Linked DNA regions of Mus musculus: all the other regions are linked to region 2. The links are chromatin contacts, called in public ChIA-PET, HiChIP or PLAC-seq and promoter capture Hi-C maps. All regions are on one chromosome and are shown on one strand. Each heading gives the region's core, a stretch centred on a gene start, on an enhancer-like site or on the middle of the called end of the contact. The rest is flanking DNA. Distances are from core to core; before and after follow the strand shown.

The links. Promoter capture Hi-C pulls out the DNA fragments that hold promoters and counts their contacts. ChIA-PET counts read pairs in DNA pulled down with a chosen protein or histone mark. HiChIP or PLAC-seq counts read pairs in DNA pulled down with a chosen protein or histone mark.
Region 1: a contact with region 2 is called in a promoter capture Hi-C map of liver, with 2.9 times the contacts expected there. The contact joins the enhancer-like site here to the promoter of Eif4a3 in region 2. A contact is called at or near these places in 4 of 39 promoter capture datasets (cranial neural crest, frontonasal cranial neural crest and liver), 2 of 484 Hi-C or Micro-C datasets (bone marrow-derived macrophages and group 2 innate lymphoid cells), 5 of 115 datasets of contacts at active chromatin or transcription factors (bone marrow-derived macrophages, embryonic forebrain, large pre-B cells and 2 more) and 1 of 9 other capture datasets (macrophages).
Region 3: a contact with region 2 is called in an H3K4me3 HiChIP or PLAC-seq map of bone marrow-derived macrophages, with 4 times the contacts expected there. The contact joins the enhancer-like site here to the promoter of Eif4a3 in region 2. A contact is called at or near these places in 3 of 39 promoter capture datasets (embryonic stem cells, liver and pre-B cells), 1 of 484 Hi-C or Micro-C datasets (CD4 T cells), 5 of 115 datasets of contacts at active chromatin or transcription factors (bone marrow-derived macrophages, embryonic stem cells, large pre-B cells and 1 more) and 3 of 9 other capture datasets (adipose tissue, embryonic stem cells and liver).
Region 4: a contact with region 2 is called in an HNF4G HiChIP or PLAC-seq map of pancreatic cancer cells. The contact joins the enhancer-like site here to the promoter of Eif4a3 in region 2. A contact is called at or near these places in 7 of 39 promoter capture datasets (the C10 cell line, embryonic stem cells, hippocampal neurons and 2 more), 1 of 484 Hi-C or Micro-C datasets (bone marrow-derived macrophages) and 5 of 115 datasets of contacts at active chromatin or transcription factors (T-cell acute lymphoblastic leukemia, bone marrow-derived macrophages, embryonic forebrain and 2 more).
Region 5: an RNA polymerase II ChIA-PET map of memory CD8 T cells shows a contact between it and region 2, with 169 read pairs. The contact joins the promoter of Baiap2 here to the promoter of Eif4a3 in region 2. A contact is called at or near these places in 5 of 39 promoter capture datasets (the C10 cell line, cranial neural crest, embryonic stem cells and 1 more), 3 of 484 Hi-C or Micro-C datasets (cerebral cortex and embryonic stem cells), 15 of 115 datasets of contacts at active chromatin or transcription factors (T-cell acute lymphoblastic leukemia, astrocytes, bone marrow-derived macrophages and 9 more) and 1 of 9 other capture datasets (embryonic stem cells).
Region 6: an HNF4G HiChIP or PLAC-seq map of pancreatic cancer cells shows a contact between it and region 2. The contact joins the promoter of Lgals3bp here to the promoter of Eif4a3 in region 2. A contact is called at or near these places in 1 of 484 Hi-C or Micro-C datasets (B cells) and 2 of 115 datasets of contacts at active chromatin or transcription factors (embryonic limb bud and pancreatic cancer cells).
Region 7: a contact with region 2 is called in a promoter capture Hi-C map of erythroid cells, with 3 times the contacts expected there. The contact joins the promoter of Aatk here to the promoter of Eif4a3 in region 2. A contact is called at or near these places in 7 of 39 promoter capture datasets (embryonic stem cells, erythroid cells, hippocampal neurons and 2 more) and 6 of 115 datasets of contacts at active chromatin or transcription factors (acute myeloid leukemia, embryonic stem cells, forebrain and 2 more).

The regions. Positions count from the first base shown.
Region 1 is chr11:119,987,603-119,990,704 of GRCm38.p6, reverse strand. The region is part of intron 6 of Baiap2 (brain-specific angiogenesis inhibitor 1-associated protein 2); the gene reads right to left. Among named protein-coding and RNA genes, the nearest start is that of Mir3065, 26 kb to the left of the region's middle. Within about 2 kb of position 1,409, at least 161 of the 459 cell types and tissues checked have an H3K27ac peak or open chromatin away from gene starts, as enhancers often do. A contact at or near this core is called in bone marrow-derived macrophages, liver and pancreatic cancer cells, where this site is marked.
Region 2 is chr11:119,298,440-119,301,667 of GRCm38.p6, reverse strand. Eif4a3 (eukaryotic translation initiation factor 4A3) reads left to right here and starts at 1,625. Exons shown (of 12, transcript NM_138669.1): 1 at 1,625-1,840. The coding sequence starts at 1,672.
Region 3 is chr11:120,069,650-120,072,751 of GRCm38.p6, reverse strand. It overlaps Cep131 (centrosomal protein 131), which reads left to right. Exons shown (of 26, transcript NM_009734.3): 11 at 248-342; 12 at 693-875; 13 at 1,217-1,393; 14 at 1,850-1,960; 15 at 2,142-2,267; 16 at 2,347-2,463. Among named protein-coding and RNA genes, the nearest start is that of Cep131, 16 kb to the left of the region's middle. Within about 2 kb of position 1,506, at least 24 of the 459 cell types and tissues checked have an H3K27ac peak or open chromatin away from gene starts, as enhancers often do. A contact at or near this core is called in bone marrow-derived macrophages, where this site is marked.
Region 4 is chr11:119,968,844-119,971,835 of GRCm38.p6, reverse strand. The region is part of intron 3 of Baiap2 (brain-specific angiogenesis inhibitor 1-associated protein 2); the gene reads right to left. Among named protein-coding and RNA genes, the nearest start is that of Gm11767, 27 kb to the right of the region's middle. Within about 2 kb of position 1,560, at least 36 of the 459 cell types and tissues checked have an H3K27ac peak or open chromatin away from gene starts, as enhancers often do. A contact at or near this core is called in pancreatic cancer cells, where this site is marked.
Region 5 is chr11:119,941,716-119,944,544 of GRCm38.p6, reverse strand. Baiap2 (brain-specific angiogenesis inhibitor 1-associated protein 2) reads right to left here and starts at 1,453. Exons shown (of 14, transcript NM_130862.4): 1 at 1,297-1,453. The coding sequence starts at 1,350. Gm11767 (a long non-coding RNA gene) reads left to right here and starts at 1,451. Exons shown (of 5, transcript XR_001780400.2): 1 at 1,451-1,963.
Region 6 is chr11:118,400,690-118,403,915 of GRCm38.p6, reverse strand. Lgals3bp (lectin, galactoside-binding, soluble, 3 binding protein) reads left to right here and starts at 1,957. Exons shown (of 6, transcript NM_011150.3): 1 at 1,957-2,130.
Region 7 is chr11:120,045,645-120,048,511 of GRCm38.p6, reverse strand. Aatk (apoptosis-associated tyrosine kinase) reads left to right here and starts at 1,367. Exons shown (of 14, transcript NM_001198785.1): 1 at 1,367-1,643. The coding sequence starts at 1,562.

The sequences.
Region 1 (3,102 bases), core at 160-2,659, 690 kb before region 2:
TCAGGAAGGAGTGGGCTATTCTCCAGGAGAGGAGCACACCTGCCAGTCACCATATAGGGCTTAGCACTGGCCTCTTGGATCCCACTCATTCCATCCCAGGCATCAACTGTCTGGTGCTGGGGCTCTCTGGTCTTCAGGGCTGAACTAGGCTGTGAGTAGAGTTCCTCCTATGACTCCTGTTCCTCTGGCACAGGGATGGACACACGGACACACACACACACACACACACACACACGTACACACACACACGTACGTCTCAGCTTGGTGGCCAGCTAAGGAACAGTCAAGGTTCTGAAGGCTAGGGTGGACCCTTGCGCCACTGCCCTTTCCAGAGACTTCTCAAGGACAACAACAGGCAAAAGGGCTCAGCAGCAGAGTCTTACAAGCAGAGCCGAGGTGCTGTGACAGGAGAGAGAAGGTGCCAGTGATAATCTGCATCATTTCGTTATCTTGGGACTTCAGAAAAGAGGCACCACTTGGAACGGTCACCTAGGACATCAGCATAAACCAGGCCACAAGGCCCCCTGGGTCTCCTTGCCCTGAGAACAGCACCTTCCAAACTGAGGCCTGAAGCCAGCCCACCAGCAGCAGTTTCTGGGTTTGTAGGCTGCGCACTACCTTTACAGAGGCTTTCAGCTCCCTGGGGTACAGGGCACCGGTGTGGGGCCCGGCCTCATTAGCAGGGTCTGACAGCCTGAGTTAGGAGAGCATGGCGTCTTATTTTTAAGATTTCCATTTACTTATGCACCCCCAGGAATAAGTGTAACCTCACAGGTCACACTTCTGCACCTAGGGGTGGTCCATGAAAAGGGGAGGGGACAGAGCATCAGAGCAGTGCACTTAGAAGGACTTTAAAATCCCCAGCTTGAGGGGGGTGCAGCTAGAGCCCTGGACCACATACCAGCCTGGGATGGCATCACCAGCTTCAGCCTGACCTGGGAGAAGGTCCTAAGGCAGCAGGCAGCAGCACAGCGAAGCCTGCCATTGACATGTGGCTGCCACTTCTGTCTAGGAATAACAACCGACTTCCCTGACCTCCTTTTCCAGGCCACCGGCTCCTCTCAGACAGCCCACAATTTTGCCAGGAAGATCCTGGAAATCTGGACCAAGTGAAGTGTCAACATGCAAGGGAGACAGCAGAGGACAGGGGATGGGTGGTGTGAGCCTGCAGGGGTCTAGTCTCCTCATCACTGGAGTGAGCCGAGCACTCCAGTGTGATGCGACGGCTACACTTTCCGGAGAGCAGAGTAGAAAACACGACCCGGGCCTGCACTGCCAGTACCTTGGCATCGGGCCATTTAAAATGGCATAAAGCCTGTCCCCCAGTGGCCAGGTTCCTGCTGTCCCCACCCACCCCACATTGCCTCACAGCTCCTTGCTTAGCTGGGTGCTATGGAAACAGCACTATAGAAACGCCCAACTGAAAGCATTTAAGACCCACAGAAACAACGCTCCCACTTAGTCACCCAGCACAACAGCCCTGTAATCTGAGAAGACAGAAGTGATTGGAAAGTGTGTCTCCTCTGCTCCAGAGCCAGCCGGTGACTCAGAGCAGGAAAGGATGTTCCAGAAAAATCCACTGACCACTGAGGCGCCCCCATAACTGTCAAACCCCTGGGCTGCCCAAGGTCCCCTCCAGCTTATGAATGAGTTCATGAGGCTTGGTCCCACTGTTAGCACTTGGGTAATGACTCCTTCCCAAGGAGGGAGACAACTCAGAAGCTACGCTATGCTGGGAGGGGTGGGGGTGGGGAACAGCAAGCACCTCGAGTTCCATGTTGTCTGAAGTCACTGGGGACCTGAAGCCATGGAAAGACCTTCTCTAGTCTGAAGGGCCTGGCACCCAGGGAAATGTAGGAGACAGCAGATGTTGCTCATGGGTGGACAGGGTTGGCTGGTGTTTCTGTGCTCAAAGGCTGGCAGATGGCAAGACTGGCTATTCAAGTACAAGGAGCACTGCTACAGACTAAAATGTCCCCGAAAGTTAATGTGTCAGAAACTCAATCTTCAAAACCACCTGCCGACAGAACCAGGTAGACTCAAGCGAGGGCTGCCCCCGGGAGGTCCCCGGAGCTAGGTGTGGTTAGGGGTGTCCCCAGGACAGCATGAGTAGCTTCTTAAGGACAGGACCTGGCAGTCTTCCTCATCTGACCATGTGATGCTGACCATGTGAGACCTCACTGGAGGCCAGGCCTGTACTTGGCTGACTCTGAGATCCAGAGCTAACAAGACCTTCTGCCCTGTGTGCTGGGGTGAGGGCACATCGCCTGCACCACATCACACCCTGGGCGGACCAGCCTCTGCTATTATATGCTGTGAAGATCTCAGCTCTGGTTATTTTGTGTTTGCTTTGTTAATTACACAGCCCTTTAAATAGAAATGAATTGCTCCCTCTCTCAGGCCCTTAGAACAGGCAAATCCCACAAAGGTACACAAATGAAGACTCCAGAGGTGCCAAAGCCACCGGAGCGGCCCCTGTGTCATGGTGAATAGACACCCAGTTACCTAGTCTTGGGAATCCTCGTGGGGGTACAGTGAACACGGCATCAGCACCCTCTAAGGCAGGCACCTGTCCAGAACATGGACTACTTCCTCTTGTAAAACAGCCAGCCCTTCCCCTTTCATGTCCTCTCAGAGAGGACCGAGGACAGCTTTCCTGCAGAGAACCTGGCATGTTTTCTGCCAACAGTAGGTCCGTGTACGGACAGTGGGTCAGGCAGAGCCACTAGAGCCTTCCACAGGGTCACATTGATTTCAGAGTGATCTTGACTGGAGTGAGGCCTGCCTACCAACTTTCAGCTGATTTTCTCTGGGCTCTTACCTTTTGGGGGCTCCAGCATGAAGCTGTGCCTCAGCTGCCTCTCCGTTAGCACCCGGAATGAGTGCAAGGGTAGGGAGAGGCAAGCTGCTCTCCAAGCCCAGACACACCTAAGGTCATCGCATTGGCAGGCCCCCCTTTCTATGTCTCCTAATGCCCCGCTTCCTCACACTCTACTCTGGAGGGTGAGGGCCAGTTAAGTGGGGAGATGGCAAGCCACACAGCAGGAAAAGCAAAGGCAGTGTGACACTCTCAGAAGACTGTCATTTGCAGACAGCCTCCTA
Region 2 (3,228 bases), core at 376-2,875:
TTACAGCTGCTTACTGATTTACAGAAAACCAAGGTCTTCAAATCACTTGGGTACTCTAAGAAATTACAGCAAGGTGGGAAGACAGCTTGTGTTAAGGGATGACCCCAGTGAGTTTGATCCTGGAATTCACTAAAGGTGGGAGAAAAGAACACACTCTCCACATTTGTCCCCCGACCTCTGCATCTGCATCTGTAGCACGGGTCTGCCCCCTCACACATACCATAGGAACATACACAAATATACGCAGACACAATAGGCAAAGATATGTGAGCAGAGTGGCCCAATAGGAACACAATAAAGCCCTTTTTAGTTGTTACATCTGATGAAGTAACAAACAGTGCAATTAAGCTGCATTTTAAACAGTATCCCCAAACTATAATTAGACTCATTTCAACAGGCAGTATGAAATGGAGACTTTCCATTCTTTTCTTAGGAGGTCATTAAAATCCACGTGTACTTTACAGCAGAGATTGCAAAACCACCCTTAAAGTCAGGCTTGCCAAACTGCATGAGCACCAGGAATAAATCCTTGTGGAGTGAGAAGGCAAGAGAACTTGGAACTCAGTTGTTTAGTCCCAGAAGGGTGGCCAGCTCTGTGTCTTCAATCGTTTACCTGGTCTGGACAAATCCTGATACCAGAGCAAGAGCAGAGCTCTCTAGGGAAGGAGGTGATAACTTGTTTTATTTATTTATTTATTTATTTATTTATTTTTGGGCGGACATACTGCAACCCACAACTTCTCCATGAAAAGATAATCTGGTTATAACGAAACATATCTACACAAAATGAGGTTTCTTATAGTAGCTTTAAAAGATTTGTGTTAGTGTGTGTTTGTGTGAGTGTGGCCCCCACAGAGGCCAGAAGTACTGGATCGCTTGGAGCTGGGGAAGACAGGCTGTTGTGAGTCACACGGTCTAAGCGCTGGAGCATAACAAGGTTCCCTGGAAGAGGAGTAACGGCTCTTAACGATTTAGTCATCTTTCCTCAAAAGCAGAAAAAAGGAAAGAGGCCAAGTGCAAATGAATGTTTGCTAGAACTCGGGGTACGGCTCGATCCACCCTCAGAAACAAACAAAACAGACAGACAGACGTGCCCCAGTAAGGAGCAAAGCCCTTGTGGAGCCTACGTTGAAAATCAGGATTCTTCAGAGTGACTGGGGTCAGCGGCTCTGAAGGATTCTCAGATGTGATGGCAGCTTAGGCGGCCCCTGCTCTCCCCTCGGTCCCCACTGATTTCCCCAGCCACCCCGGGCGAGCAGCTTGATTCTCCCGCCGCTTAGCGCTGCGGTTGCCATGGCAACGCAGTCAGCTGCGAAGGAGCGCGGAGCCCATCGGGCGGTGCCATCTTCCCTTGCCCCGTACCCTCGGGGACACCCTGGCGTCCGTCTTGCTCCTCCCAGAGACCCACATCCCTATCCCGAGCCGGCTGCGGACATCCAAGGAGCCGAGAGTACGGAGAGCCGCAGGCGCTTAGCGACGGCAAGCCCAGCCTCTCGCCGAATCCCGCGGAGCGCGGAATATCGCGAGACCTGGAGCGCCGTGCCTTCCGCCCCTCTTGACGCTCTTCCGCGGCGCTGCGGCGCGTCACTTCCTCCCGACCGGGCCGGCGGCGCGCGCCTTACATCCGGTTCCCGCCGCGGCTTGCAGTTGTCTTTCTGCGGAATCCGGATCATGGCGGCTAACGCCACGATGGCGACGTCTGGCTCGGCGCGGAAGCGGCTGCTCAAAGAGGAGGACATGACCAAAGTGGAGTTCGAGACGAGCGAGGAGGTGGACGTGACCCCCACGTTCGACACCATGGGCCTGCGAGAGGACCTGCTGCGCGGCATCTACGCCTACGGTGGGGCGCGGGCCTCGAGGCGGGGGAGGTTGGGGGCCGGGCCCCGGTAGGACGGGGTTAGGCCCGGCGGCGACGAGCGGCTCCGCCCCAGAGCTCCGGCCTGCTCCCCCGGGGCTGCAGTCAGCCAGGCTCTTCAGTGGCTCGTGTAGCGAGCGGATCGCCATGTGTGTCCCCCGAGGTGCCCCGAGCTTTGATGGGGAAGTCGCGGCTCTAAGTCTGGTGGGTTCTCGCCTTAGGGAGTTTAAAGCTTTCTAGGGAGGCGAAAAACACGAAGCCAAAGTGCTTCAGGCGGTGGGAATTGGGAAAACAAGAGAATGAGCAGCTGGGTAGAGTAGGTAGATTGGTAGGGGACAGTTAAAAGAGCCGAGAGAGAGCTCCCAGAGGCGTTCATAATCACCAGGGTGACCCTGGCTTCTCGAAGCCATGGCCAGACCTGTGCCAGGAACAGAAAAAGAACCCCCTGTCATGTTTTAAACGCCTGGGTAAAGATTTTGAGATTCATTCCTAAATACCGCTGGAAGCCACTGCAGGGCTCTAAGCAAAATTGACAGGATCGGGCTTACAGTTTGAAAGTTTATCTTGGTGTCTGGATTTGGAGTTAGAAGAGGAGGCGGGGGTGATGGCCGGACTGTAGAAGAGAGATGCTGATGTTGTCGTTGAGTTGGAGCTGGATTTTTTTTTTTTTTTTTTTTTTTTGAGTGAATGGTCGGTCATGCTGCTGGTGTGTGTTTAGGAGCATTTAAGGGAGGCCAAATGAGCTTTGTCTTTTTGTTTCTGTCCTTTTCTTTTTTCCTTTTTTTTTTTGAGACTTTCTCTTTGGAGCCCTGGCCGTCCTGGAATTCTTTGTAGACCAGGCTGGCCTCAAACTCAGAGATTCCCTGCCTCTGCCTCCCAGATGGTGGGGTTAAAGGTGTGCCACACCAAGCCAGGATTGTTGTTGTTGTTGTTGTTTTGAGGTAGGGTCTCTACCTAGCCCTAGCTGCCCTGGAACTCACTAGACCAGGAAGATTGGTCCCTCCCATTTTTAATGATACCCAGCTTGGGTTTTCGGTAATCCCAGATGTAGGCAAGTTGGCAGCCAAGAATAGCATTACAAGTCCTGTGTTGAGCTGGCAAGTGTCACTAGCTACATCTTAAAAGAGTGTAAAAATAAACTACAACAAGCCAGTCTCACAGCTTTAATCCCAGCACTTGGGAGACAGAGGTCAGTCTACAAAGTGAGTTCAAGATAGCCAGGGCTCTGTTACTTAGAGAAACCCTATCTTGAACAACCCCTCACCACCCCCCCACCACCCCCACACACACCAAAGCAAACCAACAACATCTTTTCTGTATAAATTATGTCTGCTTATTTGGAAAGTACTTGTGTTTTTGTTGTTGTTTGTTTT
Region 3 (3,102 bases), core at 257-2,756, 770 kb before region 2:
TGCAGACCTGGGATCCCACTGCTCCCACTTGTGCTGCCTGGGTCACTTGTGGTGCTAGACTCTAGGGTGGCCAGGCCTCAACAATCCTAGCAGTGGCTCCTGCACTTGGGTTGCACTGGCTCCCCGCACAGCATCGCACCCCGGAAGACCAGAGCCCCCTAGTGTCTCTTTGGTTTCTACCTGGCTCCTCCCCAGATTCTCTCCAAGGTCAGGCCCTGGAGGAATGACAGTGCATTCTGTTTTACAGGTGCCAGCATCTACCCCACAGGCCCCGCGGACCCCTGCCCTCCTGCCTCTGAATCATCTCCAGAGCAATGGCAGTCTCCAGAGGACAAGCCACAGGTCTGGACATGTCCGTGCCTGGCTGGCCTAAGCTTCTCCTCAGCTTTGGGGTCCTTTGTTTCCTGAAAGAGCCCAAAGGGCTGCTGTTGTGGTGTGAGACAGAGGCCTGCTGATCTTGCTATGGGGAGGTCTCAGATCCACTCTGAAATCCTGCCAGTTCACATTCATTAGGGGACAGCAAGGCCACAGGCTGCTCAGTGTGACACTGGGCCGGAACCTTTCTCCTTTGAGGACAGCACCTGAGTCATGTGCCAAGTGGTGGATGCACTGGCCCACGGGGACCATGGGTGCGTGGGGTGACTTAGCTACCTCTGGCCTGACCTCTCTCCCTCCTGACCTGTCTACTACAGGACATCCATTCCCAGGGGGAAGCCAGACAAGACCTGGCAGTGTCAGGCTCTTCCAGGGGCAAGGCCAGGGCCAGAGCAACCCTGGACGATCTTCTGGACACACTGAAGCTGCTGGAGGAGGAGCCAGAGCCGCTGCCTCACCCCAAGGCCTACCATAAGGACAGATATGCCTGGACTGACGAGGTGAGCAGGCGCTGGGCACTCACACCATCCCCTGCAGGGAGGCCTCCATGCAGGTCAGGGGAGCATGGGCCACCATGTTCCTGCTTTAGTTGAGACCTAACAAGGTCCAGCTGTGCCTGTTGACTCCCTCCTGTCTGGTCTCCTTGAGGTTGGGACACAGTGACCCAGGAGGGTACACACCTCTCCTGCTGTGGCAATACTCTCAAAGGTCTGAGCACCTAGGGAGGCCACGGCCACAGCAAGGCCTGCCCCACATACACACACACACACAAACACTGCCCCTGTCCCTGAGGGACCCTAAGTTCTCAGGCTCCTCTGAGCCCCCAATGCTGGCCCTGCAGGAAGAGGATGCCAACTCCCTGACAGCTGACAACCTGGAGAAGTTTGGGAAACTCAGCGCAGCCCCTGGCCCCCCTGATGACGGGACCCTGCTCTCGGAGGCCAAGCTTCAGAGCATTATGACCTTCCTGGATGAGATGGAGAAGTCAGGACAGGAGCGGCCAGCACCCTGGCGGGAGGTAGTCAGCCGCCACAATGGGAAGTGATCATTCGAAAGGCCCCAGTGCAGCCTCCCTGAGCCCCAAACAGAAGTGAAAGCCAGCAGGGCCGCCTTGTTCTGCCCTGGCATCCTCTCTAGAGGTCATCCTGTCCACGTGGGTGGTCTGTGGTCTGTGTCCTGAATGAACAGCGGTGACCACAATGAAAACAGGGATACGGCTTGTTTTCATGGGGCAGGAAGGTCAGGAGAGGGCAGACCAGGCCTCGTGGTCTGTGTTTGAGCATCGAGGTATAGGCCTCCTCTGCACTGATTAATAAACCCGGTCTCCATGGCTGACCTGTTGCCCAGGTGTCCCACATAGCTGTCCCCTCGCAGCGGGGTGGGACAGGGGGCATGTAGTGACTCCCTGTGGAGGGTGGGCATCAGGTAGGCAGTAACTGCTGGGTGGCCTGCCTGAGGACTGCCATATCCTTAGAGCCTGGTGCTAGAGGCGGGCTCAGGATCCGAGGGAAGCACGTCTGTGATGCGGCTGAAGCTGGAGCTGGAGGAGAAGAAACAGGCCATGGCTCTGCTGCAGAGAGCTCTGGTGAGACCATGAGCTGTCATCCCAGGGCCACGCTGGGACGGGGCCTGACCATGAGCCATCACCCCAGGGCCACGCTGGCACGGGGCCTGCCAGCATCTTGCCCAGGGGTCAGAGCCATTGCTGCCCCACACGGCAGGGATTCAACACCACCATCTCCTGTCTATCCCCCCTCCTCCCACAGGCGCAACAGCGTGACCTCACTGTTCGACGTGTTAAGGAGACAGAGAAGGAGCTGACCCGGCAGCTGCGGCAGCAGAAGGAGCAGTATGAGGCCACCATCCAACGGCACTTGTCCTTCATTGACCAGGTGACAGTCGGGGACGCAGTGCTGGCCCACTGAGGGACCGGAGGGTGGACACCAGATCCTCACCCTACCCCTATCACAGCTGATTGAAGACAAGAAAGTTCTGAGCGAGAAGTGTGAGGCAGTGGTGGCCGAGCTGAAGCACGGGGACCAGCGGTGTCGGGAGCGCGTGGCCCAGATGCAGGAGCAGCACGAACTGGTGAGCTCCTTGGCCGATGCCAGGCTGTGATGAGGTCCCTGGGGCAGTGGCAGCCCTGGCTATCCTGGAACTCACACTATAGACCAGGCCAGCCTTGAACTCACAGAGACACCCGCCTGTCTCTGTCTCCTCAGCATCCACTACTGCCTGGCCTGCCTTTGTTCCCTTGTTTGTTATTTTGGAGGGAGTTGGGGGCTGGGAGATGTGTGTGTGTGTGTGTGTGTGTGTGTGTGTGCGTGTGCGTGTGCGTGAGCGTGTGTGTAGTCCTGTTCCTTCTTCTTGAACTGCATCCAGGTGTTCAACAGGGACAGGTGCTGAGGCGTGGACAGCCACATCCCAGGTCAGCATGCACAGCCTACCTGGCCCTTCACACAGGACATGCCATGGACTCAGGAGTCCAAGCCTGGCCTACTCCAGTGGCAGGTGTCCTGGGTGACAGAACCTGCTCAGTGCAGCTGCACCAGGCTCCTCCAGCTCCCTCCTGATTGGCCTGCAGATGCTGGTTAACTAACTCTGACTCAGCCACCTGGCTATGCTTCTCTCTGAAGTCACCCTAGACTGGAGCCCAGACCCCATGTGAGGGTGGGCTGACTGTCTAAAGAGACCCCAGTGGTCATCACCCCCAGCCAGAGTTAGAGA
Region 4 (2,992 bases), core at 311-2,810, 670 kb before region 2:
CTACTCAGCACAGTGACCTAAGTTTAACCCCCAGAGCCCATATAGAGCTCCATTGCGGAAACGGGTGGCCTGCATAATAGACCTCAACTACAGGGTTCATAGGAAAGGGCTACAGCCCCTGACAGCAGGTGTCCAAGCAATGCCTGGTTGCCAGAGTTACTAGGACTAGGTCTCCCAACGCTGGGAAGGCCCAGCTGAGCAAGGGCTAAATGCTGCTTGTCCCCATTACTATAGGCACAGCATCCCCTGCTGAGAGCCGTTGCTCAGACAGCCCCATCTTCTGAGCAGCAAGGGTGAGCGAAGCATGAAAAAAATAAATAAGAGAAAAGAGCCCCCAGGGTCTCTGAGTAGTAGGTCCCTGGTGGTCTCCTCACAGAGACAGAGGGCGCACTGCCCTCTGAGATTCTTCCACCAGGTGCCAGGATGGGTGTGGTGGCAAACCTGCAGGGGTCCCAGCCAGACCCCAAGTCATGCTCATGCAGCCAAAGATCAGTGCATAGTCCTGTGTCCTAGATCTCAGTGGGTTCCCTGGGCATTTTGTGGAGAAGCCAGCTGGCAGGAATAAGGGTCCAGGAGAACTAAGTTTGCTTTACATACCATCAGGGACTCTGCTCCTGGACCCTCCAAAGTAAGAAAGGAAAACACACACACACACACACACACACACACACACACACACACACACCACCAGAGGTGCCAGTCAGTCAAACCCTTGCAGGTTCAGGAAACTGGATCCAGCGGCCACAGGACCCCATGTGAGCCCCAATTTTAAGCAGCATCTGAAGACCATCCCAGAAGGACACATTAATAAGCACAGCTGTAACGTGGCCACTGTGTTCTCTGCTGGAAGAGAGACAGGCTTCCCTCAGACCATGGGAGTGGCTGAAATGCTCCATATGCAAAGTCTTAGAGGGTGGCAGACAGGGACTGCTTCTCTGTAGTCAGCAGCCCAGGTGGAGTTGCAGGGTCTGGAGAGGAGGCACCTGCATCCCCTGTGTGATTGGAGATGCTATAGCTTCCTAGAGGTCAGTTTGCCCCCAGAGCACAGTAGGAGCCTAACAGTAGGAGCCCTGTGCTACTGGCTTGTCAACAGTGGGTGCTCGACTGCTGAGCACCCCAGTCATTCTGAGAGGAGGCAGAACTGCCATCCTCTCCGCAGTAGCAGAGGGGCTCTATGCCAAGGGGTCAGCTGCTCAAACCTGGCTGGAAGCACACATTACCTTCCAGAGCCTTCTGAAGCAAATATCCATAATGCTCAATTATTCTGGTGGCTTCTAGAGCGGAAAGGCACCTCTGAGAGCTAATTAGCATACGCCTGAACAAGGCCCGAATATAGAGCTCTCATTAGGTGAAGACAGACAGCTGAGGGGGCTGCCAGGGCACCGTGCTGTTAAAACCACCGGGAGGCAAGAGGGGCGGACAGGAGGTGAGACAGTCAAACCCTCCCTAACCTCCCCCCCTCCCCACTGGACAGTTACCAATCCTGCCTTCTCTCAGCTACTCTCCACACACTGGTTCCTCAGACGCTCTTCGCCCATCTATGGGAAAGCCAGAGTGGAATGCGGCCAAGGGGTGACCAAGAGAAAAATCAATGGCTGTGTTGCCATGGTGATAGCGGTAGACAGCAGAGCTTATAGTCATGTTGTTCTGAAACAGAACAAGTCCAAAAGCCACCTCAATGTCCATGTTGTGACAACAGTTGTACCATGGATACTAGGGACTCTGAGGAAAGTAGGGAGAGGCAGGGCCAAGTTCAGGCTGGCATCCAATGTCACCACTGTCCTGAGTCACTGACCACTATTTCCATCTTGCCTGCTCAGGTTCCTGGACCAGTGTCATCCAGGGGACTGCTCCTATCTGAGGATTTTCAGGCACCTTAGTCAGTTGTGGACCACATGTCTTCGAGTCATTGTACAGAGGCAGCTGCTGCACAGGTCCCACTGTGGCAAAGAGACAAAGATGTTGGGACAAGACCTAATGTCCTCCCCATATAGGTGAGCAGTCAGAATCTTCCGAGGGAACAGGCTCTCGGGGCCACTCCCTGCCCTTGTCCACTAGAGATCATCTCAGTGAGACCTGCTGGTCCTCAGTCCTGTCTGACTCTTCTTCTACCTGGTGTCTGTAAGGAGACTCAGGTCTGACTGGAGAAGGAAGTGACCATGTCCCCACTCCCATCCATGGCGCCTAAGCTCCTTTGGTAAAGCAAACTTGACCCTTTGTGTGAGAAGCCAAGCTCCTGCCCACAGTGGACACATAGAGTCCACTATCTTCTTTCTGGGTAAATTTACCCCTTAAAATCAGCCGATCCGAGGGAACAAGCATACCTCAAAGGCTGGTTAGCAATGTTGCTTTGTCAGCCTGGTACAGCATCAACTCTGAGTCCTGAGCAAGCGTCACAGGGTAGGAAGCCCGACAGGGACAGGCGCCCAGGCCATCAGCACTTTCACATGCTCAGCAGCACCAAGACCTCAGAACTCTAGTGTCTAAGCAGAAAGAAGTACTACTGATGTGGAAGACACCAGCAACTCGAGCCGAAGTCCATTCTGGGATCCAGCTACCCTGGGGATTTGACAAAAGTTCCAGCAGACAGACAGACGGGGGGTGAAAGGTGGATGGGCAGCTCAGAACCTTCCTGAGGGCTGCTGTCCCACAGACCAGCGCCTGTCTGATGACTGGGCTCCAGTCTGCCTTTCATCTCTTCAGCATTCACTGTCCTCTGACACTTCAGAGACGCGTCTAGCATTCCTAGACATTGTGTGGATGTGGGACTGTCTATGCCATACTCACTTCAGCTCGCAGGCTATCCAGGACATGTCTGAGCCCATTCTTCAGTGATACACTACTTTCATGAGACTCCAGGTCAGGAATCAAGTGTTTCCAATATAAAACTTATACCAAGGATGATGTAACACAAGCCCAGAGTTGTTAAAAGATTTCAGTTATTAAAAAGATAGGACCTGTTACTGTTAGTTAAAACTCGTTTTTAGATTTA
Region 5 (2,829 bases), core at 204-2,703, 640 kb before region 2:
TTGCCGGCAGCTTGAACATGGTTTTAGAGCTCCTTCAGCCCCTACACCCACCTTCAAGGTTCCTCCAGACCCATGTAACTACAACTCTAAAGCCTTTATTAAATGATGAATTAAAGTATAATCTGCCCCCGGGACTCCAGCTGAAACCTAAGCAGCCACCCTGGAGGCTTCCATCTGCTGTAGGCAACAGAGCAAGCACAGCTATGAGGGTTTCACAGGCCATTGCCTAGAAAGGCACAACCATGGTTGGTTCATACAATCAGAAACTGTTGCTCTCGAGCAGAGCACAATCCCATTTAGCCATGAACCAGCAACTCCATGTGAAAACCTAGTGGCTGGTGGAAAGCCTTTCACTCACCCTTAAGACAGTTTTGAAATAAAGCACAGCTTTGTAAAGAGGACTGCCATGCACAGGGCAGGGCAGGAATTTCTCTCTTGAAAAAAAAAATGTCACTGAGAACTGCAGCGGACCTGATGCCATCAGGGAGCCCCAGGCTGTGCTGTTGAGGGTAAGGGGCCAGGGCTGTGAGAACCCATGGTGAAGAAATAGGAAATGGCCCGTCCATCTGTACCCAAAGCATGGACATAACATGACACCAGGGGGCTTGCACAAGGCTCTGCAGTTCTTCCATGAGAAACTGTCATTTCACAGATTAGTATGTGAATGCGAGACTCTTAACACATATCAGAAGCAAAAGCAGGCGCGTCAGCCTCCTACACAATTAGTCTTCTCCCTCTGCGGTTACATAAGATGATGGATTATCTGTCCACCCATCCAACCTGTCCGAGCTCGACCTCCCACTTTGGGCCACGTCCATTAACACTCGTAAAGGAGTTGTGGAAAGGGAAAGCCTGTTGAAGAGAAAGTGCCCAGAGGCTGGCATAACAGCACCTAGAAGAGCCCCACGGTGCCACCGCGCCAAGCAAGCGCAGGGCGACCGCCCGCAGCAGCCTGCAACCTCCACGCCGCCCCCGCTCCTTGTTCCCCTCACTCTGGGATGCAGCGGACCAGGCCAGATCGCAGAGCAGCCCAGGCCCTGAACATCTCGGTCCCTCCGGACGCCAGGACAGACAGGCGTACTGAGGGAGCGCGCGGGGGCTGAGCGGCGCCGTCGGGGTGGGGGCGTCCACTCGTGCTCGGGGACGGCGCGGGCCGCGGCGGGCGTAAGGACCCTGGGCGGGCGCGGCCACCTGTGACCAACGGAAGATCGGTCCACCACACCCGCAGTCCGGGAGCCGGTGCCCTGCTCGGGCCTGAAGACCTAGGGGCGACTCGGAGCCGCGCTGGAAACTCACCTTGTAGACATTTTCCGTGAGCCGGTGCATCTCCTCCGAGCGTGAAAGCGACATGGTCCTGGGTCCCGGCTACACCACAGACCAGAGCAGGGGCACGGGTGGCGGTGAGGAAAGCGACAACTGCAGCAACAGGAAAAGGCGCGCAGACCAGGACCACAGAGCGCGGCGCCCGGCGGCCGCTGCTTTTATAGCCGCTGAAGGCCCCACCCCACAAAAACCCCGCCTCCGGGCCCCGCCCCCGCCGCGCCCGGATCACCGCCCCCGGCTGTCCGCCCCCGCCCAGCCTAGCCGCTGCTAGGCAACCGCCAGGCCCGCTCCTGCGCCGTCTTTTCTATTGGTAGATTTCGGAGGCGGGGGCGAAGGGCGGAGCTAGAGGAGGGACTCGGAGGCCGGCTCCGAGCGGCAATTGGTCGGCCGCTGGGAGGCGGAGGCGCGGCGCGCTGAGGCCCTGGAGCTGCCTGAGGGGGTCGGAGCGACAGCCGGGCTGGGGGCGGAAAGCGGGGGCGGGGTGGCGCAGGAAGAGCTAGCGCGGGGTGTGGGCGGTGCGGGTGGCACCGGCGCGAGCGCGCGTGGAGGCGGCACTCGGGAGGCAGCGATCCGAGCTGCAGGCCCTCAAGGGTCCCTCAGGAGTGCGCGACAGGGGCCGGTGGCTCCCGCGCTATTGCAGGTGAGTCGGCGAGGCGTGCGTCGACCCTGGACGGTCTTCCGGAAGGGAGGAAACCCGGAGCCGGAGTAGGTGGAGACGGAGGAAGGTGCTGAACTCTAGCGGGAGAACCCTGAGCCCTGGAGGCAGGATCGGGACAGGGTGGGCCCTGGGGCGGGTGCTTGTGGTGGACTGGTGCTGAACGGAGGGTGGCGGCCGACAGTTGGGTCTAGAATTCCGGGAAGAGGACCCAAGAGAGGAGCGAGGGAGACGTGGAGCGAGTTCCATGGGGTGGTTCGGAAGGGAATTGGGGCGGGGGCGGGAGTTGGGTGGATAGCTCCGGGGGAGGAGCCTCTCAGCACAGCTTGGAATTGCCCAGTAGCTGATGGTTTAAGGAAGGGTAAGGCTTGGCTGAGAAAACTGACCAGGTTGGCACACGGGGTTCCAACGCGGTTCCCTTTGAAGAAATATTTACATCAATTAGACGAACAGAGAGGAATTATTTGCTTTACATTGTAAAACACCAGAGCTGAATGTTTCCTTTTAATTAAACATAACACTCCAGCATCCATTTCCTGGACAGCTGGTTACACCACTCCAACAACCCAGAGGACACAAATCCAAGGCGCGGCTGTCAAGCCTCAGCAGGGGACTCAGACGGCCCCTATTCACTTTGCTACATGTGTAAGGAGAAGGAATTCAGCCCACTGTCCTCTGTTTCCTTGTCGTCTATGTACATCTCTGTGTACATCTCTGTGTATCTGTCTTTTCTTGGGTTCTTCTTGTGACAGAAAGCCAGCTTAAACTAACTGGCTGTCAAATAAGGACTTGTCAATTACTGTTCACTGCGACTGGTTGGTTACAGCTGCCCCTTCATCTCACTTTCTAGT
Region 6 (3,226 bases), core at 708-3,207, 900 kb after region 2:
CACAGGCTGATGTGGGCATTGGTGTCTTCACAGGTAATTCTCATGGCCAGCCCAGGTTGAGCTGCACTGACTGAGGACTCCCCAAGTAGAAACCAAGACCTGGGTTTCTTGTGGAGAAAGGGGAATAGGTATAAGCCAGGCAGAGCCTGGTCTGAATCCTAGAGAGTCGGTCACTGTGGCCGTTGGGAGATTGCATTACCAAGTCAGGCGTGTATGGGAGCCAGTGTATCTGCTTACCAGCTATTGCCTGGGTTTGGTCTCCAGGGCCTTGGAGCCTTCCTCTCTGTTGTCATACCTAGGACAAAGAACTCAAGGCACAGGATAAAAGGATTTGCCAGACCAGAACTGGTGTAAAAAAAAAAAAAAAAAGTAGACACCAAGGACAGAAACCCAGCCGGTGAATTCCTGAACCATACACCTGAAAAGGAACAGGGTGATTTTATACCAATTCTGAGTCACCTGGCTTTGCCTCCTGGGCCATTTGTGTCAGACCTTTTGAATAGTGTTCAAGAGGACAGTTGGGTGTCTTGAGGTAGGAAACCTTACAGTGCTGGTGCCAGGGGAGCTGCAGGGAGCTGCTGGGAATTAGGCCACTGTCTAAACATCATAAGTCTGGGGAAATTTGCCTTTGTAATTTTAGTGTATCTTACATGTTTGGAACTTTTGTCTGCATGCATGTATGTGTACCACGTGTGTGCCTGGTGACCATGGAAATCAGGAGAGGGCATTATATCCTTTAGAAATGGCATTATGGGTGACTGTGAACAGCCATGTGGGTGTTTCAAATGGAACCTGGGTCCTTTGCAAGAGCAGCACGTGTTCATAACTACTGAGCCATCTCCCTAGGCCTCTTTGAATTATATATATATATTTTTACATTTATTTACTGTGTGTGTCTACATGCATGTACATACATGCCACGGTACACTTGTGTAGATCAAGACAGCGTACAGGAGTCAGTTTTCTCTTACAGTGAGTCCCAGGGGTCAAATTCATAGCATCAGGATTGGTTACTGCAAGTCCCTTTACCCGCTGAAGCAGTTTTGGTGGTGGTAGTTTTGTTGTTGTTGTTGTTGTTTTAGGATTTTGTTTCGGTTTTGTTTCTGTTTTTGTTTTTTTCCTTTGAGGCAGGCTTTCTCTGTGTAGCCCTGACTAACCTAGGACTCACTATGTAAACCAGACTAGTTTCTAACTCACAAAGATCCACCTGCCTCTGCCTTCCAGCTAAAGGTGTGTTCCACCATGCCCAATTAGCCCTACTTTAAAAAAAAAGGTATTGTAGAAACCTTTTAAGATTTAATTTTTAAAATTATATGTGTGCATGCATGAGCACACTTGGGTGTGGGTGCCTACAGAGTCTGAGCCCCTGAAGCCAGTTACAGGCTATTCTGAGCCAACCAACATGGGTGCTGGGAGTTGAACTCAGGCCTCCCATAAGAGCAGGTGGTGCTCTTAACCACCAAGCCACTCTAGCCCCCAGCCCTGCTTTCTGCTTTTAGCCTTTATATCGCTATTCTTGTCTCTCAGGACCACTCTGTGGCCCACATACCTTCGCTCTGCGCATGGTAGGTTTGTGCATAAGCTAAGGGCAGCCAGCATTCCCAGGTCCAGGAAAGGATAGTCCAGCCCACATCCACATTCACAGACACGGTCTGACCCGAGCTGCTGCTCCTAGGCCCTCTTTCTGTATCTTTCCACTCTCCTTCGCCAGGATGCCTGCCTGGCCAGCCTGGAGATGTATTTGCTCCAACCATCCCCCAAGCTGCCCCACAGGGTGCCTGCCTGGCTAGCCTGGACTTATATTTGTTTCATCAGCTCAGTATATCAGCTCAGCACAGGGCGCTTGGGTGCCTGCCCTCTGCCCCACAGAGCAGCAAGCAGAAGGCTATTAGCCTTGCTGACAGCCAACCCCAGAAGCAGCCTCTGTCATGTGTTTTCTGAAAATCGAAACTAGGTGAGGTTTACAAAGCATTTCCTGGGACGAGGCTGAGGAAAGCCACATGGTGGAGCTTTTCTCTGCTGAACAGTCTACAGAAGGCTTCCAGTTGCAGCCAGGAAGGAGGCTCCAGGACTGCCTTCAGCCACTGCCTCGCTGCCTGAGGGACAGTTGAGTCCCTCTCTTGCTCCCAGGTGAGTCTCCACTCTACACAGCATGATTTCTGGCAGGCCAGAGCACAGGAGCCAATACAGTTGGGCAGGATGTCCACTGAATGAACAGCTGAAGGGGTGAGTGGGTTAGAGTTTATCCCCGGCCCCCTCCTGGGTCTGTAGATTCTCTCCCAGGACTAAACCTACCTACTCAGTGGTACTGAATGAGCCAGCATAGGCAGGCTTGTCCCATCTTCCCACACAAAGGAGTAGGGCAGAAACAGCCTCTGTCATCCAGTGGACAGCAACATCCACATACACTGCAATGTTCCCAAGGCCTAGAGCGCCTGACCCAGCATGGACAAACCTACGACCACAGTTTATAGTAAATGCAGGGAGTGGGCACCCAGTGCAGTTTGCCTGGGACTCAGGTTTCCCAGAGCCCAGGCCTTCTTGGGATAAAACTGGGGTAATGCCTTGCCACACGGATGTGGGACTCTCTGGCTCCCTCCACCTCCACCAGGGTCCTTGTGGTAGAAGGAGGCCACCCCTGGGCAGACCCTAACCTGTGCTCACTGGCTGTGTCATCTGGAGTCAGTTGGCTCTCTAGCTTCGGCTCTCATTAGGGATGTGGGAACTTTGTGAGTTGTATATTGTTCTGGGTCTGTGCTTGACTAGATGCAGAAGTCTGGTGGGAACCAGTTGGGGGGTGGGGGTGGGGTGCACAGAACTAAGGGCCAAGTCCCACCCATCAGTGTGTTATAGGACTCAACGGTCAGAGCTTATGCCCAGAAAGCTCCCCTGATAGCCAGACTCAGCCACCCATCCTCCATGGTCCAATTAAAAACATAACAGTGAAAAGCCGAAAAAGGAGATTTATTTAATGTGGCCACACTAAGAGGAATCCAGTGGCCTCCCCCATTAATGGCCCAGAGTCTATTAGGGGATATTAACATGAGGTTTACATAGAGGTATACATAGCTAACTGGCTTGCCTGGGCTGTAAATCCCAGAGTGAGCTGTTATTTCCTGGAGACAGGCTTCCTCTCTGGCTATCACCAGGCAACAGCCTTCTCCTTTCAGCGTGAGACTCCCGGGGAGTTCCAGTTCTGCTGTTGCTTCCGCAGTCGGATAGCCAA
Region 7 (2,867 bases), core at 118-2,617, 750 kb before region 2:
TGTCCAGGACCCCAGAGCTGCATGCAGGTGACAACCCCTCTTCGTGCCTCGCCTACATGCCGCCAGGCCTGCAGCTTCTTAGCAACGCTGCAAGATGGCGCTGCGGCGGGAGGAGGAGGGGCGCGGGGCACGGCGTCGGTGCCCGGCGCCGCCGCCTGCTCCAAGCGCCCCGGCTGTTCTGCGCTGATGGGGCCAGATGGGGCCAGCCGTTTGTCGCATCGTGGCACAGCTGCAGGCGGTCAGTGCAAAAACAGCACCCCAACCGGTGTAAGCGTGTCCTGACAAGCCACCCCCAAACCTGCGAGTAACCCTGTAACCATGAGTTCCTGGATCCCCCACCTAGTATTTCCTTCCACCATCCGCTACTCAGCAGGACCCCAGCTCTGCACCTCCATGGACACTCCGGTCTGTAACCTCACCTGTGACCCTTGGCCTCCGTGACAACCACCACGAAGTCAGTGACCTCTTGAGATGCCCACAGTCTCAAATCAGCTTCCAGTCTCAGTCGCTCTCCCATCTAGGGCTTGACCCCTCATCCTCATCTCAGCCTCCCCGGACCTTCGACCTCCGTACTCTCCTCTAACCTGCCTGGATGCCCCTGGCCTTCGTCACTCGCAACCATCGGCTCCTTCTTCCAAAACCCCCACCCACTTAGTAGCAGACTTCTTTGGAGCCCCAAAGCCTCGATGACCCCACTGTCTCCATCTCAACACTCCGTGTCCCTCCTCCCTGTCCCGTCCAGTCTCCTTTCCAGTAGCCGAGGCCTGCATACCCTTTCCCTCAGCCCACACCCTTCGTATGCCAAGACCTGCGTGTCCCTTCTCTGCTGTGTCTCCGCTCGGTGCTCCTCAGCTCCCATAGCATCAGCCTCTGTGCCCTCTCCCCAGCCTGCATCCTTTAGTGTCCCACAGCCTGTACCCCTCCTTCTGCCTAGGTCCCCTACCTTTCCCCCAGTCTCCATGCCTCCCAGGCTTCGGCCCCCTCCGTATCATCTGTGCACTCCTACCTCCCCTCCGTGCCCTCAGACTTCATTTGCCCCCCCCCCACCGTAGTCCCAGCTTCCGTGCCCCCTCCCCATCTCTTAGTGTCCCACGACCTACGTGAACCTCCCCTGCCTCTGTCCCCTCTCCGTGTCCCCAGCCTTCGCGCTGCCCAGCCTCTGCGCCCCTGTCTTCATCCCCCCTTATTTCATAGCCCCCCCACCTCCGTGACCCCTCTCCTTCCCTCATTGTCCCACGAACTGCGTGCCCCTCCCCTGCTTTGTCCCAGAAAGTAACCCCCAGCCCCCATCTCCATCCCCCCCTGCTCCCCCCCCCCCACCTCGCGCGCGCTCCCGCGTGTTTTCGGACTGCACCAGCCAGAGCCCCGCGGCGCCGCGGCGGCGGGCGGAGGCGCCTAGTCTGTCGCCGCCCCCACTGGTGCCCGCGCTGCGGCGGTGGCTGGGGGCGCTAGGAGCGGGGGGCCGTGCGCTCCGCACCTGCGGAGGCCGCTGGACGATGATGCCGGAACGCCGGCCCAGGCCGCCGGCGTTCTGAGCTTAAGCGCAGCGCCCGCCCTGGGGATGCTCATCGCGCTGCTGGCCCTGGCCATGTCGTCGTCCTTCTTCAACCCCAGCTTTGCCTTCAGCTCCCACTTCGACCCGGGTGAGTCCGCGCGGCGCCCTCGGAGGCGGCCTTGCGGCTGCGACTGCCCCCCCACCTGTCTCCCTACCGCCGACATGATGCTGCTGGAGCCACGGTTTCCCATTTTGCCTGGAAATTAACCCTTTCTCCGCCCTGAGTCCCCGCAGAAGAACAGGGACCGGCGAGGACCCACTACAGGTCTCCGGAGGTGGGCAGGCCTTGGGGCCAGACCCTGTACAGCCGGCCCCTTCAGCGCTGGCTGGCAGCATCAGCCCCTGCCTCTTTGGATGCCTCCCTGGCACAGGTAACTGGGACAAGAGGGCCTGTGTTGGCCCCAGGTGTCCCGGAGAGAGGTTGCCAGGACTCAGGGCCCTGGGGAGGTGAGGGGTGTTCTGTGAGGCAGGGCAGGAGCCCAGGCCCGCTGTGGAAGCTTGCTCATCCATGTTCTGGTGGAAGGCTCCTTCCTAACCCTGGTGCTGTTTTCTGCAAATCCCTGGCAAGGCAGCGTGCCCATCTCCCTCGGCAGCCTGTGGTGGGTGTGGGGACCGACGAAGACCCTAGCATGAGCCCACCTGAGGTCCCATTCTAGAGAGGTGGTGCTGACTAACTGCACAGGACCTGGGGTCGGGCATCTTGCTCCACCTGGCTAGTGGACACCAGGGTAATGTGTTTACCACAACTGCCTGGCCACGGTGGACAGCTGTGGTGGGCAGAGGGGGCCAGGGCAGCTGTTTCTAATCCTGATTCTGTTTGCTTAGCCTGGGAGGGAGGGGAATGAACCTGTGCCCAGGAGGAGCCTGGAGTCCCACCCACAAGTCCCTGGAGCTTTGGCTTTGGCTGCACAGCCCAAACAAAGCCCGGCTCACATACGATGACTCTCCTGGGTCTCCCTCCTGGAGTGGGGCCAGAATGTGCAGTGATGCACAGAGTCCCCTGGGCAGGGCTGGATCTGAAGGCATTTGCTCCCAGGGAGGGGAGCCGATGGAGCTGTCTATCTGGTATAGGGCTATAAGTGTCCTTTGCTCAGAAATGACTTCCTGGGTGAGCCAAGGGGCTTGGAGGTCACCATTTCACCAGGCAACCAAAGGCACAGAACCTAGGGGTTGTGTCAGTGACCCCTTAAACCCAGGGCGGGAGTAGAGGTGGTATTGAGAAACCACCCAAGGCCCAGACTACCTTTAGGGACAGATATCCAAGGGCAGCATCACCAGTCTCAGGATGTCTCCCATGGCAAGCCTCACCCGG